2 separate regions of the Hordeum vulgare genome follow, and region 1 is linked to region 2. A link is a contact called in public Hi-C data. All regions are on one chromosome and are shown on one strand. The core of a region is the stretch at or near the end of the contact, and the rest is flanking DNA. Distances in the headings are between cores, read along the strand shown.

Evidence for each region. Hi-C and Micro-C count contacts between places; a contact is called where the count stands out from the background.
Region 1: a contact with region 2 is called in a Hi-C map of seedling, with 2.3 times the contacts expected there. The contact joins the promoter of LOC123447884 here to the promoter of LOC123447882 in region 2. A contact is called at or near these places in 1 of 6 Hi-C or Micro-C datasets (seedling) and 1 of 1 datasets of contacts at active chromatin or transcription factors (embryo).

Annotation. Positions count from the first base shown.
Region 1 is chr4H:62,681,268-62,685,583 of MorexV3_pseudomolecules_assembly, forward strand. It overlaps LOC123447884 (serine carboxypeptidase-like 42), which reads left to right and starts at 2,241. Exons shown (of 10, transcript XM_045124598.1): 1 at 2,241-2,557; 2 at 3,806-3,913; 3 at 4,016-4,108; 4 at 4,193-4,285. The coding sequence starts at 2,311. It overlaps LOC123451204, which reads left to right. Exons shown (of 2, transcript XM_045128212.1): 1 at 1-148; 2 at 296-871. The coding sequence starts at 38. The coding sequence ends at 460.
Region 2 is chr4H:61,871,593-61,875,515 of MorexV3_pseudomolecules_assembly, forward strand. It overlaps LOC123447882 (protein transport protein Sec24-like CEF), which reads right to left and starts at 2,179. Exons shown (of 3, transcript XM_045124594.1): 1 at 999-2,179; 2 at 729-803; 3 at 1-642. The coding sequence starts at 2,033.

The sequences.
Region 1 (4,316 bases), core at 991-3,490, 810 kb after region 2:
TCATTTTCTGGCACCTCAGAAGACGAAAGTACCCCTGATGCTATATATCTTATCTCAAGCGTTTGTGGACAGGTTGGATCCGATTGTTCTGAAGCTAGCTCGTCCTTGCCGTGAGTGTTGCTCGCCGCCGTCACTGTTGCTCGCCGCAGTACGTAGCCGATGTCTGCACAAGCCACCACAACTCTCCACTCTAGCTTGCCCACGCATGTATGGGCAAGCATAGCGACCTGCAGGTGCAAACCAACACCCGCTTGCCGCACAGCTCGGCCTCACCTTACCGATGCCTGCCTTGCAGGTCGCCGTCGGTGCTCGTCCACGTCTGCACGCGCCGGTGCAGATCACCATCGCCTCGCGGATGCTCGTGCGAGCCAGCACAGCTTGCCGCGGATGCTCGCCCAGGCCTGCACGCGACAGCACAGCTCACCCTCCGCTGGTCGTGTTGGCGCAGCTCGCCTCATGACATGCTAGAAAAGTGTTCTAGTAGCGAGGCCAACGCTGAACATCAGCACCAGCGGCGTGATGGGAGTAGCCGCTGGAGATGATGTATGCGTGTGCAGGTCTTAAAGATGTTGAATGCAAGTTAACATGTACGTCATGTTTGCTATAATCTGCACTTCATCTTGGATTGCAATCTGGCAATTACATCATGAATAGCATGACATGTTTAGTTTCATGGTGAGGAACAACTGAGCGACAATTCGACAGATGAATAATGCCGCAAATTAGTCCATAATCCACTTGCTGCACTATGTTCTGAACTTCTCATGCACTAGTTGTAGCTTATTCAAAGATAGACATCCAGCGATGGACGCAAGACGTTCAGGCGATATCCGATCAGGTATGGGGCAAGCACAATATTCTCAGCTGGCAACATGCACTCGTCAAGTTCAAGTGCTGATTTGATGCCCGATTACTTGTAGATAGCATCAGGGGTACTTTGGTCCTTTTAGGTGCTAGATAATGGAAAAGAAAAAGGAAAGCAATTAGAAAGGAAAAAATGGCAGGGTAATCAAAGTGTATACAAGCTGGGTGGCATTTTTACGAAGCCAATTTTGAGAGTGGCAATTTTACGAAGCCCTATATTAAAAGTGGCAAATAGACAATTTTCTCGGTAAATTATGCGCCCCCGCATGCGTCTGTGGATCCGAATGTGTTTCACGGGATCCAGGACGACCTGTCGTCATGAATGAGCAGAGCTGCGGGCGTCGTGCCATGCCATGCCAATGCCATGGGCGGAGCCTGCCTGCCTGCTGACGCACCGGGATTGAATGGCGACCGACCCAACTGCATGGGAATAAATGGCTTCTTATCACCCCCAACGGCTACCTGGTACTCCCAGTACACTATTCACTCCAGGTGATTCGCCATGCCGCTCTTGCCATCCTCTTCCATGTCGACATAGGAGAATGAACAAAATCAACTAGGACGTGTGTGCCTGTCATCCGTGATAACTGATAAGCTAGGGCGTGGTCATCTTCCAAGTAACCTCGCCTGTTTCTGGTCCCGTAGCCGGAAGTGGTTGCTCGTGCTGGATTGCTGCATGTTGTCGGCCACAAGACAGCCCCCATCGGTCCCTCTATATTTCCGTCGACGGCGAAATAGATAGCGGCCGGCGACCCGGTTAGGAAAACTGCAACCAGACCGGCGGATAAACAAGTTCTTTGTCTCAGCTGCAAGGATGCTATTGTTTTGACGCACTAGAAGAATATCGACCCTGGATGTTGATGTTGACTGCAAGCTGCAATAGTAGTATCGACTTGATTGCTTTGGAAAAAACGGGGAAATTGTTGACATACTATTACTACCATAGAATCGAAATTTACTGTAGCATGGACAAAAACATCACTCCATGCCACAACGAAATCGCCTATGCATTGGCGTCGCAGACGGTAAATAATTGGACACGTTGCAACATTTACGATGTTCGACTCAAAAGATGGTCTAGATTCGTCACCTCGGCACAACATGTGCCATATACATCCTCCAAAATCACAAATAACGGTTCAATTAAGAGATCATATCAGTGCAGGACCGCCGAATTTATCATCCGTTTCTTTCGCAGGAAAAAAAAAGAATCTATCATCTGTTTAACTCAGCATATCTTGAGGAAAAGGAAACAATGGAATTTCCAGACCTAAACCCGCAACAACCTACGAACTAAAAATCCGCGCTGTTTCCACGTCAGGGGCGGAAAGGCTGCGTGCCCCCGGTATATATCCCCCCAACTCTCGACCCAAGAACCCAGCCCACCTCTCTCTCCCTCCTCCCTCGTCTCTCCCAATTCCGGCCGCTCCCGAGGTCCTCGCGGCAATGGCGGGCTCCTGGCGAGCTGCGGCGCTGGCGGTGTCCATGGTTTGGTGGGCCGCCAGCAGCTGCGTGCTCGGGTTCCCGGAGGAAGACTTGGTGGCGCGGCTGCCCGGGCAGCCCACCGTGGGGTTCAGGCAGTTCGCCGGGTACGTGGACGTCGACGTCAAGGCCGGGAGGAGCCTCTTCTACTACTTCGCGGAGGCGCAGGACCACGCCGCCGGCAAGCCGCTCACGCTCTGGCTCAACGGAGGTCAGTACCTACTGCTGCTGCGCACTCTGCTCCCCAGTTATTGCTGCTTCTGCTGTTTCTTTGGCCAGTTTGCTGAACATCTGGATTATGTTTTGCTTTGCTGGTTTAGAATTATGTTCGCATCTGGATTTTCTTGCTGGGCTCGAGAGGCAAGCAACAGTGGCATGCACTGCCGTTTGATAGAAAAAAGAAAATGCGTTCCTTCTGTTTGGACCAGTGGTTGATTAGCTCGCGACTTTAGCGGTTGGGAGTTAGGATGACGCAGGGATTTCTACATGATATGCATTCCATCTGGATTTCCTTTTACGGTGGAAACTACTCCCTCCGTCTCAAAATAAATGTCTTAAGCTTAGTACAATTTTCTACTATCGATAGTACAAAGTTGTGATAGTTATTTTGGGACAGAGGGAGTAGTAAAAGTTGCACGTCTAACAAACATACATTGTTTCTAACATCCGGAGATTTGAAATTTAGACTATGTAGTTGGGGGGGTTTCACCGAAAATAAATAAAATGATGTTGGAATTGTCCTGGCTAATAGTAGTAGCACTGTTCGATTAGTGGCCTGATGACTGGAGCAATGAAGTTAATCTACCATCCTATACTACACATTTCCTTGTACTACCTTTCTTGCACGTTCAGTGCTCGTTCGCCCATCGGGGGTCATATGATGACAGGTGGTGTTTCCTGAACTGGAAACACAGACAACTTCCTCCCATTCGCTAGTCGTCATCTGCTCCACACCCGCCAAGGAGAAAATAAATCAGTTTTGCGAGCAGAAACATGGTATCTTTGAGGTCACCATGTTCCCTTGGAGCCTTGCCTCATTGGGCTCTGCGTGTTGTGGTCCTTGAGGATTTTTAAAAGAAGCGAGGCATCATATTTTTGCTCTCATTCCACACACACCACACACACACACACACACACACACACACACACAAAAGAGGCCAAGAGGGTGCTTCTTTTCTTTGATGTAACAGTGCCTTGCTACACTGATGTACTCCCCTCCTTTACTAAATATAAGACCTTTTCGGAATTCTAAGACAGACTGTATACAATATAAAATAAATGAATCTACGCTCTAAAATACTTCTATACACATCAATATGTAGTCTATATTAATATCTCTAAAAGGTCCTTATATTTAGAAACAGAGGGAGTAGGTTGCTGCAAAATCTCAGCTCAGTACTACCACATATGGAATGTGATTACTAACTGTATGCTGCTGCAAAATTTCACTGATCTTCAGGTCCTGGCTGTTCTTCCGTTGGAGGTGGCGCGTTTACAGAGCTCGGCCCGTTTTATCCCAGAGGAGATGGTAGAGGCCTCAGATTAAACAAGAAGTCGTGGAATAAAGGTTTGAGCTTTTGGCAACCATCTATCTGATCACATGTTTCAGTGAAAGAAAGTGTACATCTTACTAACTCTTAGTTGCGTTATCTTTCATACTAATTTGCAGTGTCCAACCTTCTATTTGTTGAATCACCCGCTGGAGTTGGATGGTCCTACTCCAACACTTCATCGGACTACAATACAGGAGATGCACGGACCGGTAAGCCGATAGTCTTGTGCACATCACAGGATACCAGTTACCCTGAACGCGTTGATCTTACCGCATGTTTCTTCAACTATGCAGCTGATGATATGTACAAATTTCTGCTGGGATGGTATAAGAAGTTCCCTAAGTACAGATCAAGAAGCTTGTTTCTTTCTGGAGAAAGCTACGCAGGTTAGGAAGCATTTCAAGTTCTGCTTCACGA
Region 2 (3,923 bases), core at 929-3,428:
AAGTTGCTCCAAACTATCACGGCACTCGGAAACTGGGAGAATTAAGTCCATCTGAAGTGGAGTATACACATCTTGGATGTCAGGAACAATAAACATCAAAGGCTGTTGTCGAGCATTTTTCAGACTATAGAAGTGAATAGTTGAATCAAATGTCGCAATTCCAACCATCGTCCGGGGACCTTCAGGAAGATCAGAAAGAACCTGGGATATTGCACTGCAAGACGCAGCAGTTACACCAGTCTGTACGGCATTCATGGAGACATCAACAAGGAAGAAATACACAGCTGGCATTGGTTCCCGGACCAGAAATTCCTTGGTGGCAATGAACTCAACTGTTCCTCTGCATAACTCAGGCCTATCATCAGCATCACGTCGCCTACCATCAGGCCCTAAGTTGCACAAGTACTCCCTCGGAGTATCATTACTAAATCCACATAAGTTACAGATGAAAATTTTCCCTTGATCAACGAATCTCATGAAAGGATTTATGTATGCTTTGCAGCGAGAACACCTGACAGGGCCCATCTCTCCAAAATCCACAAGCTGGATAGCCTCCTCAGAAGGATGAGGAAGAGCAAAAGGTTGCACCATTAAAGCCAATGGCATTGCTGCTGTTGTCAAGAGATCACCTGTACATGGTATCTAATAGCACAGGGGAAAGAAGCAGTTTAGAAAGGAAAATTATGGTGACCAAAGGGGAAAACAGAATATATTGAAACAAATCGAACCTGATTCATGGTGCAACGCATCAAACGGGGGCTGCAGTTGCCGGTATCCTTCACAATAAATTCGCTTGATGCAGCCTACAATCAGCAGCAATGCTGTTAGATGAAATTAACCAGTATAGTTATTGAGAAATATCTAAATTCGCTTGATGCAGCCTAAAATCAGCAGCAATGCTGTTTGATGAAATTGACCAGTATAGTTATTATTGAGAAGCATCTGGAATCAGTATTGTCAGAGTAGACACAGATATTTCTAGTTACAAATACACATACCGGTGGAACAGCTGCTTGGCCACCTTGCCGGGTCTCAAAAATGACGACTGATGTCTCGGCAATAGGACGCGGAATCTGATTAGGATCAATATTGGATGGGGTAGAGACCTGGGCTCCAGCATGGGGAGAGTATGGCATGGTGGGGGTGGACGGCATCCCATGGCCTGGTGCATTAGGCAGCATGCCACCAGGCATTCTCACAGCTCCTGGTCGCGCCTGCCCTTGCCACCCTGGAGGCCCAAATGCTGGTGCATTAGCCCCAGGAACACCCATGAACGGTGGTGGCTGAGATGCAGGAGCAGTCTGAGCCCCAAATGGCGGAGGCTGCAATCCTGGTCTCTGTCCCCCATACTGCGGAGGCCCACCATAAGGACCCTGCTGCAAGGGCCCGGGGGCAGCCCCAAACGGGGGGATCGGCCCGCCGGAGTACGCCGGGGGAGGAACTGCCCCAGGCGGCCCGCCAAACGGCGGTGGCGGAGCTGCTGAATACGGAGCTGATTGAGCTGGTGCTACAGAAGAGCCCCCGAAAGGAGCAGGCTGCGACACCGCAGCAGGTGGGCCTCCGAACGGACGAGCCTGGGATGGCCCGGGCGGAGCTCCAAACGGCGCTCGTTGCACCTGCGCCGGCAGCACGGACGACGGACCATTGAAGGGAGATCTCTGCTGCGGCTGAAACGGCTGCGCCGCGGGTGGGCCGCCAAAGGGAGGGGACTGATGGACCGACGCCGCGGGTGGACCGCCAAAGGGAGGGGACTGCTGGACCGGCGCCGCTGGCCGGGCGTAGAGCGAGCCCGGCTGCAACGGCGGCGGCGGACTGCCAGGGAACGGGCGGGCTCCAGGAGGGGGTGCCTGCGGACCTCGGATCGACGGCGGCAAGGGGCCATCCCCTGGCGGCGGCCCGGCGGAAGCAGATGGCGGTGGAGCGCGCGAGATCTGGAGGTTGGAGAAGGAAGCCGGGAGAGTGGAGGCTGGACCCCCCGGGTTGGGGGCGGGGCTAGGGTTTTGCGGAGTGAAAGGGGGCGGCGGCCTCGACATGGGAGGCGACGGCGGCGGCGACGACGGCGAGAACAATCGATAGCGCAGATCGGGATCTGGGGAGAACACGCCGGTCTGAGTACAACGTGACTCTTCCCTCCTACTCCGTCCAGACAAAAGGAAACACTTAACCCGGACGCTAAAAATAAGGGAGGGGTCCCTTAGAAAAAACGGAGGAAGAGTGGGAACATCGGACGCAAAGCTGGCCATGTGGGCCGTATCAGCCAGACCGTCCCGCTAGAACAGCCCACCATGGGCCAGGCATGACGCACGGCCCGGGCACGCGGCAAGCCACGGGCGCGGCAAGCCACGGGCCTTACCTGGGTCTGGAGGTTATGGACGCGGACCGGCACAACGCGGCTCATTTATTCTTTTTGTTTTGATTACCTGCATGTTATATAGGCTATAAGTAGCCTAAACTGGGCCAAACATCACTTAGGGTGACGTGACTCACATGCTGACAGATCGGCTCGGTAGCACGCCATCATGGCATGACGCACGCTAAACGGGTTGTGCCTTGCACGAGACGTGCTTGGGCCGAGGTCTTATTTTTAAAATTCACAACTATTTTATATGTATGGACTATAAAACGGTCTAATAGAAGAAAAAAGCAGCTTGGCATGCCGAAAGTACATCGCCCACTTGTGCCTAGCATGCCGATGGGGCGACCCGATTAGCCGAGGGGTCGTGCCTGGGCTGCTAGGCGCAACACGTGGGCTAGCATGGCGTGACCCGTTTACTAATCATATCCATATGGGTCGTGTCGTACCACACACGATTAGCACGGGTCGGGCCGGACCGGCTTGTTTGGCCAACTCTGTGTCAGAGCAAGTTTGCTTATTTTTTAACATGAGTACAAGTTACACAAGGACCCGACAAAAAAGTTAATTTGCATATTAGTCCTTGAATTTTACACAGAAAACCCTAGATCATGAACTTATAACGCAATTTGGTTCGACAGAAAGGCATCATCGCCAGTCCAAGCCCATCGACGCCACGGACGAAACCACTTGGCGCAACCACGCCACCACTATAGAGGTTGTCGAAGGAAGGAGAAGTGAACATCAGGTTGAGACCAACATGCCTTCCCTTTCCCACGATAACCGGGAAGGAATTAAGGAGTTAACAAAGAGAAGCGCCAAAGCTCCGCACAGTCGCCATTCGGCTAGAAGATGCAGCAGCTTAACCAGTGAGGGAGTTCGGGACTAAGGGGTCCTCGGGACGCCGGTCTATCTCTATGGGCCTGACAGGTGAGCCGCTCTGTGACTACTACTAAAGGGCTGAACTATAAGACGACGCAATGTTCAGCCAGGAAACCTCCAAAGCCTTGGTGTGTGCTTGATACGCTCATTTTGCATCATGAATTACTATTGATATTTGTGTTGATCTTGTCCATTTTCCCTTATTGTCATACAATTCTTATGCTCTTTTTCTCTGAATATGCCATCGCTGAGAGGGAAATATCTGGAAGCTCGAATTCTGGACCAGGAAACCGAGAAAAAGGCAGAAAAATTAACTTGCTCCAACTGACATGAAACTTTACGGAGAATTTTTCTGGGATACTAGAGAATTCTGGGCTAAAAATATACCGAAGAGGGGCCACTGGTTGGGCACAAGCCAACAGGGCGCATCCCCCAGGTCGCGCACTCATGGCTTGTGGGGCCCCAGCTTGCCCTCTAGCAACCATCTTCTCATATGTGGTGCATTTTACCCTAGAACAAATCATAAGTTATCTTTTGGGTCGAAGCACCGCCGTCTCGAGGCGGAAACCTGGGTAGAGGCCCTTTTGCTCTCCGACACAGAGATTATGTCGGGGGAATTCCCCTTTGGGAGGGGGAAATTGAAGCCATCGTCATCACCAACTCTTCCTCCTTCATGGGATGACCAATC